3 separate regions of the Rattus norvegicus genome follow, and regions 2 and 3 are each linked to region 1. The links are chromatin contacts, called in public Hi-C maps. All regions are on one chromosome and are shown on one strand. The core of a region is the stretch at or near the end of the contact, and the rest is flanking DNA. Distances in the headings are between cores, read along the strand shown. Region 1 has its middle 28 kb from the start of Ccnl1. Region 2 overlaps Kcnab1 (potassium voltage-gated channel subfamily A regulatory beta subunit 1). Region 3 holds the start of Ssr3 (signal sequence receptor subunit 3).

Region 1 (2,892 bases), core at 269-2,768:
AATAGAAGCCCCTGATTGAGATTAAATGTCTTTGACAACATCAAAAGGTTGAACAGGGGCTGGGGATTTAACTCAGTGGTAGAGCGCTTACCTAGGAAGCGCAAGGCCCTGGGTTCGGTCCCCAGCTCCGAAAAAAAGAACCAAAAAAAAAAAAAAAAAAGGTTGAACAGGAGTCCTCAGGAACCCAGTCCTGGAACGGGCAATGCAATGGCTTGTTGAGATGCTTTGGTGAGTCCCTGGGATCTCGGTCAGCCCCTCTCAAGCTATTCTGTGCTGTGCTTGCCGTTGTTATGAAGGCCATACAATACTTGGCACCAAGTTGACAAGATTCTCCCTTGATCTGTTATGGGTATCTGAAGCCCATGATGCTATCTGCTCAAGAGCCTGTGCCCATAGCAGTCATTAGGCCAGGAGCAGAGTTTTAAAAAGAAACTACTCAGGGTTGGGGATTTAACTCAGTGGTAGAGCGCTTGCCTAGCAAGCGCAAGGCCCTGGGTTCGGTCCTCAGCTCCGGAAAAAACAAACAAACAAACAAACAAAAAACAAAAAACAAAAACAAAACAAAACCAAAACAAATAAAAGGAAACTACTCAAATCTGAGAATCGATTGAATGACAAGGGGTATAATGAAGTGACTGTTCTGGACAGGGTGATGCTCACATGTGACCATAGCTCTCTCAAGGCTGAGGAAAGTTCAAAGCCCACGTGAACTATATAATGAGACCTTACTTCCCTCCGCACTTAAAAACAACAAGTGTGTGGGGGAGAGAATGAGGAAGAGGAGGGAAAGGGAAAAGGTGGAGCAGAGGGAAGGGGAGGTGAGGAGAGGGGGTTGATTCACTGTAAATCTACTTCAGAGGCTAAGGGAAAGCACGTGATCCGGTCAAAGGGCATGAATTTTCAGTTACATTCACCGACACTAGAGGGCGACTGTTGACCAGATTATCGCACAGATGTGAAGGCAAAGGCTGCGTGTTTTGGTTTTTTGTTTTATTGTGTGGGTTTTTTTGTTTTGTTTGTTTGTTTGTTTTGTTTTGTTTTAAACAAAGCTGTTCTTCTTCCCTTCCCAGCATGTATGTGACAGTCCAGGTTCACACGAGGCAGTCCTAGCTCGAGGCAGTGAGCAGCTAGTAAGATCACATCTGAGGAAGCTCTCGGAGTGCTCCCAGCAGCTATGGGCCACACAGTTCTGATCTACTCGAGCGTCTCTCCAAATGATGGCTCAGTATTAACAGAAAAAGATACACGCCAAGTGTTCTTGTATTCTTAGGGGACTTGGAAAGATTACTGAAATGAATTGGGTGCAGTTTGGCCACTAGGGGACAGCACGCGGTCACCATTGCTTGTGGCTAGTTAGTTGGACGGGGTTGGGGTGGGGTTGGGGGTTGGCTGGTAAACTATGGGGAAAGACAGGAGACTCCACCTCTGACTCACAAAGGGCTTTGGCTTCAGACCGTGTTTCCTCACAGTGTTGGTTTTGCTTCTCACTTCAGTCCCAGGAAACTGGAGGGTGGGGCAGGAGTTATTGCCCCACTCCGGGGGCCAAGGATTGGAGAATTACCCTGGGAGGGTTAGTGCTATATGAGGTCACAGAGTGGCAGAGGCGGAGCCCACCAGGATCCTGGCTGCTCCTGGAAAACTCCTCTCTCAGAGCCTTGGATAAGCCGGGTTCTGTGAGGTAGGTGAGCGCAGAAACCAGGCAGACAGCGGTAGTTTTTATAATGTCGCCCAGCTCAGTCCTTCCTTGCACACCGGCAAGCCGTAGCTTCAAGGGCTCCACGGCTTAGCTCTACCCTTTACACTTCACCGGAGGAGACTGTGTTCTAGACTCAGACCCAGATCCCCCTCACTCTGCCTCCCTCGGGGCCAAGCACGTCCTTGTCCTTGTTCACGCTTTCTCTGACCCTGTGCAGGTGGGAGATTCGCTTAGTTCCCTCCCTCAGGAACCGAGCACAAAGGGGGCAGCTCACTTAGCTGACCAGACAGGGAGGAATATGTGTTGCACAGGCCGAGTGATCAGGAAAGGCGATTGATTTACGAAGAAGAAAAGGCCAGAAAACAAACAAAACACAGGCACTAAATGGGGAAGCAATTCTCTGCTCCCTGAAAGGAAGATCCAGGGTACTGCCCCAAAGAGTGTAGCCGCCACCTCTGGAACAATAGGTCTGCGCTGTGTGTGTGTGTGTGTGTGTGTGTGTGTGTGTGTGTGTGTGTGTGTGTGTGTGTGCCTCTTCCCCCAATTTTCCCTCTCCTCTTCGGAGTGTCATCTCCCCCACCCCCACCCCTTCTCTCTCAGCTGCACACACACCCAGGAGATAGGAAAACCAGCAAGAAGGGCAAAATCCTTGCCGGAGTCTGGACACTATGAGACGCTATCTTACCACACAGATACTAGTGTTTAATTTCTTTCTGAGAAAGTGAAGGGGATGTTAAACCTACACGAAAAATGAAAGTAGTATTGTTTATTTCCTTAGGGGGTACATAACTGTCATCTAACTCTGACGTGTGTACAGCAAGAAGCAGCCTAGGCTAGTTTGTTTTGATTTTTTTTTCAACTTGAACACTACAGAATACTTAGAGATGTTTTAATATTTTAAAAGATTTATTTATTTTATATATAAGTACACTGTAGCTGTCTTCAGACACACCAGAAGAGGGCATCAGATCTCATTACAGATGGTTGTGAGCCACCCTGTGGTTGCTAGGATTTGAACTCAGGACCTCTGGAAGAACGGTCAGTGCTCTTAACCACTGAGTCATCTCTCCAGCCCTTGAGTTTCTAGATAAAAAATGTGTGCGTGTTTTGTGCGCATATACGGCTGTGCACCACATGTTTGCAGTCCCTTGGAGGCCAAAAGATATCAGAACCCTTGAAACTGGAGTTATAGATGG
Region 2 (2,892 bases), core at 237-2,736, 580 kb after region 1:
CTCATTAGCTCTGAAATTCTCTCTGCCCTTTTGCCCGTGCTGAAACATGGCATTTCCCATTTGCAGATCTGGCCCTTGTGTTCTAAACTGCTGGGCTCCAGCCCTCACTCACAGCCATCTCCTTAAGGACAGGGCTGATGCTAGAATTCTAATGGCATGGTCTTGGGAGAAAAGTCTGCAGAAGATGCAGACTTAAACATGGTACCTGAACATGGTACATAATGGCAAGGTGCCCGGAAACCATAAAAAATGGACACTAGCTCACCATGATCTCCATCGCGCTCCACCTCGAGGTGCCCCAGTACATTGCCATGCCTTGGTTGATCACGTGCGTCATGGCTCGAACGATTTCTACAGAAGCGCAAAGAGTGTTTCATGAACTCAGCTACTTTACAGAGTTGTGTTTCCCCCTCGTCTTTCCAGAATTTAGAATTTTTCTTTTTTCTCCCCCCCCATCTTTATTAAATTGGGTATTTCTTATTTACATTTCAAATGTTATTCCCTTTCCCAGTTTCCAGGCCAGCTTCCCCTTAACTCCTCTCCCTCCCCTTCAGAATTTAGAATTTTAATGTGATCATTTGATTACTATAATTACTCTCCGCCCTGGTGACAACATTCACCATCAGTGGTTTGGAAGCTTGACAGTTCTCTTAGGTAAACTGACACTCATTTTCAGTTTTCAGAAATATTCAACAGTATTAAACATGTAATGACCATTGCAGGTTCTTCCTTTACTAGTATAGCATCCCTTGATGGTTCTTGTTCTGATAAACGAAGCTGAGTGGCTGGTTCACAAAGTGATCAGGGAGGGAAGGCATTTGTCATGACTGTAGAATGTCGAGTCACAGAGGATGAACGAACGGCCTGTTTCTTCTGCATGGTGGATTTGCAGAGCCGTTCCTTTCCCTCAATAGCCATTTAATAGAGATGACTCAATAACTCTAGCAGCAAGATAAACATATAAAGTGCAGAACAAACAGCTGAGGCCACAGGGGCTCAAAGCCCACTTTGACACACCCTGTCCTTGGCCACTTTGAACCCAACATTGTTCTAGGACACCCATGTAATTGATCTCACCAGGGCCTGCTGGTGGGCCCACCCAGTTTCCACATCTGCCTCTTTTCAGCTTAACATCACATTTCCTCTCCCCAGAGGGTGGAGCTCAGCTAGTCCTCTTGGCACCAGCCAGATGAGACATAGAACTAGGAGGCATGAGGAGTTTCAAGTTCAAGTTAGCAAAACCCTCCAAAGCTTACACAAAGCAGGTTAACCACACCCCTGGGATGCCAGATTCCTGGATGTATTTCAAAGGTCAAAGTCTTGGGCTGTTTTGTTCCCAGTAATACCTCAAGATTAAATGTCCTTTAGCAGGGAATTCTCAACGTAGAACTGGGGTAGATATGTTCTTTTCTCATTTTTCTTTTTTCTCCTTTCCCTGCCTCATCTCTTCCTCTCTTCCTTCGTGCTTGTTCTTTGAGGCAGAGTGTCACTGTGTTACTTGTCTGGATTGGAATTCACCTATGTAGGACAGGCTGTTCTTGAATTTGCAGCAATCCTCCAGTCTCTGACTCCCGAGTGCTATGATTACAACTGTATGCCACTGTTCCTGGCTTGGAGTAGATGTAGCCTTATTTGTATTTAAGTTGATAGCGGGTAGGATTTGGATCGAAGGAGCCAAGGTCAGGGTCTTACCATCTTCGTTATTTGGCTTACATGTATTGTTTTAAGGTTTCCTTGGTTGGTTTGTTTTGAATACAGGGAATGTTTTTATTCACTACCGTCTAACAAAGAATTTGGTTTATTAGCTAAACACTTCCTTTTCTTGTGATCATGTATCTTATCAAAGCACCTACCTGTAAGGTTTATTTATCCTTTGTTAAATAAATGTGATAAAAATGTAAGAAACCTTCCCTTCTTTAAAGAGTGTACAAATGGGGATGGTAAAGGTTTCTGGAAATTGAGGCCATTTTTTTTGCATCTTTGCCCTAAATTAGCCACCTGCACCATTGCAACAAGTTCCTTCCTGTCCCTTCCTGTTTCTCCCCAAGCTGGGAGCTCCTCCAGTCACTATGCTCTTTAGGTACCTGTTGCTTTGGGAGCTGGACATGCCGAGGTGTGCCAGATGTGTTGGTATCACTGAAGGTGTTCACAGAGAGCAAGATGAATTTGAAGGCCGTCTGTTCTCTACAGACAGGGTGAAGAAGACAGAGAGGCCCTGTGGCCAAGCTATGTGACGTTACAGAAGCCTGTACCAGAGCAGTTAAAGCGGAAATTGTGAGTCTTCCAAGACGCATTCATTTACTTGTTGAACACATTTGGTGTAAAATTCCTAGACTTGGGGAGTTTAGGATTCGGTGGCAAGGATGGAGAAATAAAGAAGTGATTATAAAATATGAATATTATAGAAAAACATGAGCAGATCCAGGTAGGAAATGAAAGAGAAGATCTACTGAGTTAGGGCTAGGAATGTCCCACTTCCTGTCATGTATTATGTTGAAGCATTGAAACAAGTTAACTGGACTAAGCCTGGGAGAATAGCATTGTAGGATGATAGACACATGTGCAGACCCTGCAGGCAGGACAGTGAATTCCAGGGAAAGGACGGCAGGTAGCAGAAGTCCAGCACGGAAGGGCAGGAGAGAGATAATGTTGCCAGAGGACAACGAACCAAACTGTATGGAAAAGGTGGGTTGTTGCCATTTTTAGGCGAGGGAATGAGAGACATCTCATTGCAGTTTGCTTCTCAGAAGGCCATCCCTGCCTGTGTTGTGAAGAATCAGTGGAAGAGGAAGCCCTGGAGTACAGGCCTCTGGGAACCATCTGTCATGTTGCAAGGGTGGCCTGCAGTTGGGTTTTGGTAATTAAGACTGAGTGTGCTACCTAGTGGGCAAG
Region 3 (2,892 bases), core at 113-2,612, 540 kb after region 1:
GTGGACCCAGAGATTCTGAAGTGAGCACTTGCAGTTTGCTTGAAAATTCGCTAGATGGTTCTTATTTATTTACTTATTTCTTTGGTGATGAAATTGAGGACACTTGCTGTTGAGAATAGATGGACTTATATTTCAGGAAAACGTATTGAAGAATCTGTGTGGAGAACCAATTGAAAAAAAGACTGAAGATAAAAAGCACAGTGAGGATCCTTGCTCTGTAGATCAATGCCATTTAGATAAAGCAAAGGGAAAGTGCTATCTACAGACTGCTAAGAGGAAGCCGGAGGTTGAGGAAGTTTTGCCCTGTGCAGTGTAATGTTTACAGCATTGTAGTGAAGAAAAACACTTGCTGGGAAGGGATGTGGTTGTGTTTGTCTTTTGAAAGAAAAACGCAACCAGCTAGTCAGTTAAAATGGCATCTGTGCTAATATTGCCTTTCCGGCTTCAGAGGAGTCCTGCCAGAGGTCTTCAGTGTCATTTGGAACACTGGTGGAATGCTACTTTAAAAAGGTTCAAGCTGAAATAGAAAGAAACAAAATGGTAGAAATTTGTAAAGGCATGAGGCAAGTATTGAATGTTATCACCATTTGAAGATCATCATGGTTTTAGTGACTTCCTTATGTCTGTTTCTTGGGTGAATAGAGCCCATGCCCAAGAGACTAGGGCCTGTCTGTCACCTTCAGGTTCACCATTTGATGATGATGATGATGATGATGATGATGATGATGTAATAATAAAAAAACCAAACTTTAGGCCATGCAGATGGCTGAGAGGGTAAAGACACAAACCTGACAATTTGGTTCAATCTCTGGGACCCAGAAAGTAAAAGTAGAGAACTAACTTCCTCAAGCTGTGTTCTGACAACTTTGTGGCACGGCCTTCCAACCAACTAATCAATCAATTAATCATCAATCAATGAAACAATCATTCAATCAGTGTAATAAACTTAAAAAGAAATAAAAAGTGCACATATGAAATGAAATACCAATAAAGTTAGTTAGTTAAAACAGAGTACTGCTTGCACGGTTGCTCATGTCAGTTAACCAAGCCTGCCTCTGGAGACTGAGGCAGGTGAATTGGAAATCAGCTTTAGTTACCTGAGGTCCATAAATATACACTAAACTACAAATCCCGCCATTCCTTGTGGCGTTGAGAGCCACGTACCCTGAAGGATGCGGAAGTCTTGTCTACCTATCCAATCGTGTTTTGAGGCTTGTGAAGCGACGGCAGGCTGGCCAATCCTAAAGTAGCGTGCCCTGCGGAGACCCGCCTTCGCGTTGCGCTGACGGGTCGCGGGCGGATACGCGGCTGGGGCGGACGTAGACGCGGCCTTCTGAGTCTTCCCTGTCTCCCTGCTCCCATCCTCAAGTCTTTTGCTCCGCAATGGCTCCCAAAGGCGGCTCCAAGCAGCAGTCCGAGGAGGACCTGCTCCTTCAGGATTTCAGCCGCAACCTGTCCGCCAAATCGTCGGCGCTGTTCTTCGGGAATGCGTTCATCGTGTCTGCCATTCCCATCTGTGAGCCTCGGGCAGGCGGCGGGGACGTGGCGGGCGCGGTGGGGGAGGCCAGAGGCGGCGGGGAGGCCTAGTGTCGGGGCGGAGGGGGGGGGGGGGTGCGGCGGCGTCCTCGGGAACTCACTTGCCGCGGACTTCTGAGCCGGGCGCGGGTTCTGGCCGGGATTCGCTCATTGGTACACTGTCCTTCCCCTCACAACACTTTGACACTACGAGGTCTTTAGTGAGCCAGTGGGAGACCCACCAATAACCTTCACTGAATTAGCAACGTGACTCCCCTCATCCCTGAGCATCCTTTTGACGTGCAGAATGACAGGTTAGGCTGTGCTAGAGGTCCGCGGTCAGCCTTGTTTAGGATTTCAATAACTCCCAGAGAGCAACTCGAGACTTTGAATGAGAAACTGTCAACCTGAAGGCTAAGACTGTTTCCAAGCTCAGGTTTTCCGAGTTTCCCATCTCCTGACCCACGCTGCCACAATGTTGCTGGCCAATCACGTCCAAACGTATTTTGTTATTGTGGCCGTTTTAAAAGCTCAGCGTGCAGTGAATGTGGTGTGGAGCCCCCTGGTTCACTGGCCCGACCATGCATTGTTTTGATTTCAGAGCAGCCACGTCAGCAAGTTAACCAGTGATTTGGGACAGACAGTATTTGACTTAAAATGGCCTGTATTTTAACTTACTAGCATTCCATGAATGAAATCTTTATTCTTATTTGTGATCTCTCCCCTCTCAGTTTGTTCTCAAGTCAGAAGATGAAGAAATTTCTAGACTAGCAATGTCCCCACAACCTAACTTTCTGAACCGGGAAAGCCCTGAACTCTGGGACTAACCCAGTGTATTGGCTATCTCACCTCTAGTGAAGTTCCTCAGATACTGGGTAGGATTTACTGACTCTCATTTACCTGGTTTAGCTGGAGTTAACTCTGGCAGGCAGGTGTAAAGGGGTCGTAATGTGTTGTGTCCCTTCCTTTTGTCTTACCTCAGGGTTGTACTGGAGAATATGGCATATGGATCTTATCCAGTCTGCTGTTCTGTACAGCGTGATGACGTTAGTAAGCACTTACTTGGTAGCCTTTGCATACAAGAATGTAAAATTTGTTCTCAAGCACAAGTAAGTACCCTAACCCCAACCCCAACCTGCATATTTATGGGAGGGTGGCTTCTTAGAGGTGGTTTATATTTATTTATAAGCATTGGTTTGAAGTGTGTGTATACTTTGTGAAGAGAGCAATGCCTGGAGAGTTGATAACCTCTTGAGCCATGTGACTGACACGTCAGTGGAAATAGGTGTTGAGGGTGGAATATTTAATCCAAGTTTTTAATTGATGGTTTGATCAGAAAAGCAAATCTATTAAATAAACGAATGCTTCTGAAACCCA

The links. Hi-C and Micro-C count contacts between places; a contact is called where the count stands out from the background.
Region 2: a Hi-C map of the Rat2 cell line shows a contact between it and region 1, with 10 times the contacts expected there. The contact joins two enhancer-like sites. A contact is called at or near these places in 5 of 12 Hi-C or Micro-C datasets (the A7r5 cell line, the Rat2 cell line, Schwann cells and 2 more).
Region 3: a Hi-C map of liver shows a contact between it and region 1, with 4 times the contacts expected there. The contact joins the promoter of Ssr3 here to the enhancer-like site in region 1. A contact is called at or near these places in 5 of 12 Hi-C or Micro-C datasets (the A7r5 cell line, hepatocytes, liver and 2 more).

The regions. Positions count from the first base shown.
Region 1 is chr2:152,478,232-152,481,123 of GRCr8, reverse strand. No RefSeq gene overlaps it. Among named protein-coding and RNA genes, the nearest start is that of Ccnl1, 28 kb to the left of the region's middle. Within about 2 kb of position 1,518, at least 60 of the 93 cell types and tissues checked have an H3K27ac peak or open chromatin away from gene starts, as enhancers often do. A contact at or near this core is called in the A7r5 cell line, hepatocytes and liver, where this site is marked.
Region 2 is chr2:151,894,500-151,897,391 of GRCr8, reverse strand. It overlaps Kcnab1 (potassium voltage-gated channel subfamily A regulatory beta subunit 1), which reads right to left. Exons shown (of 14, transcript NM_017303.3): 9 at 266-351. Among named protein-coding and RNA genes, the nearest start is that of Ssr3, 39 kb to the left of the region's middle. Within about 2 kb of position 1,486, at least 13 of the 93 cell types and tissues checked have an H3K27ac peak or open chromatin away from gene starts, as enhancers often do.
Region 3 is chr2:151,933,632-151,936,523 of GRCr8, reverse strand. It overlaps Ssr3 (signal sequence receptor subunit 3), which reads left to right and starts at 1,362. Exons shown (of 5, transcript NM_031120.3): 1 at 1,362-1,516; 2 at 2,498-2,624. The coding sequence starts at 1,384.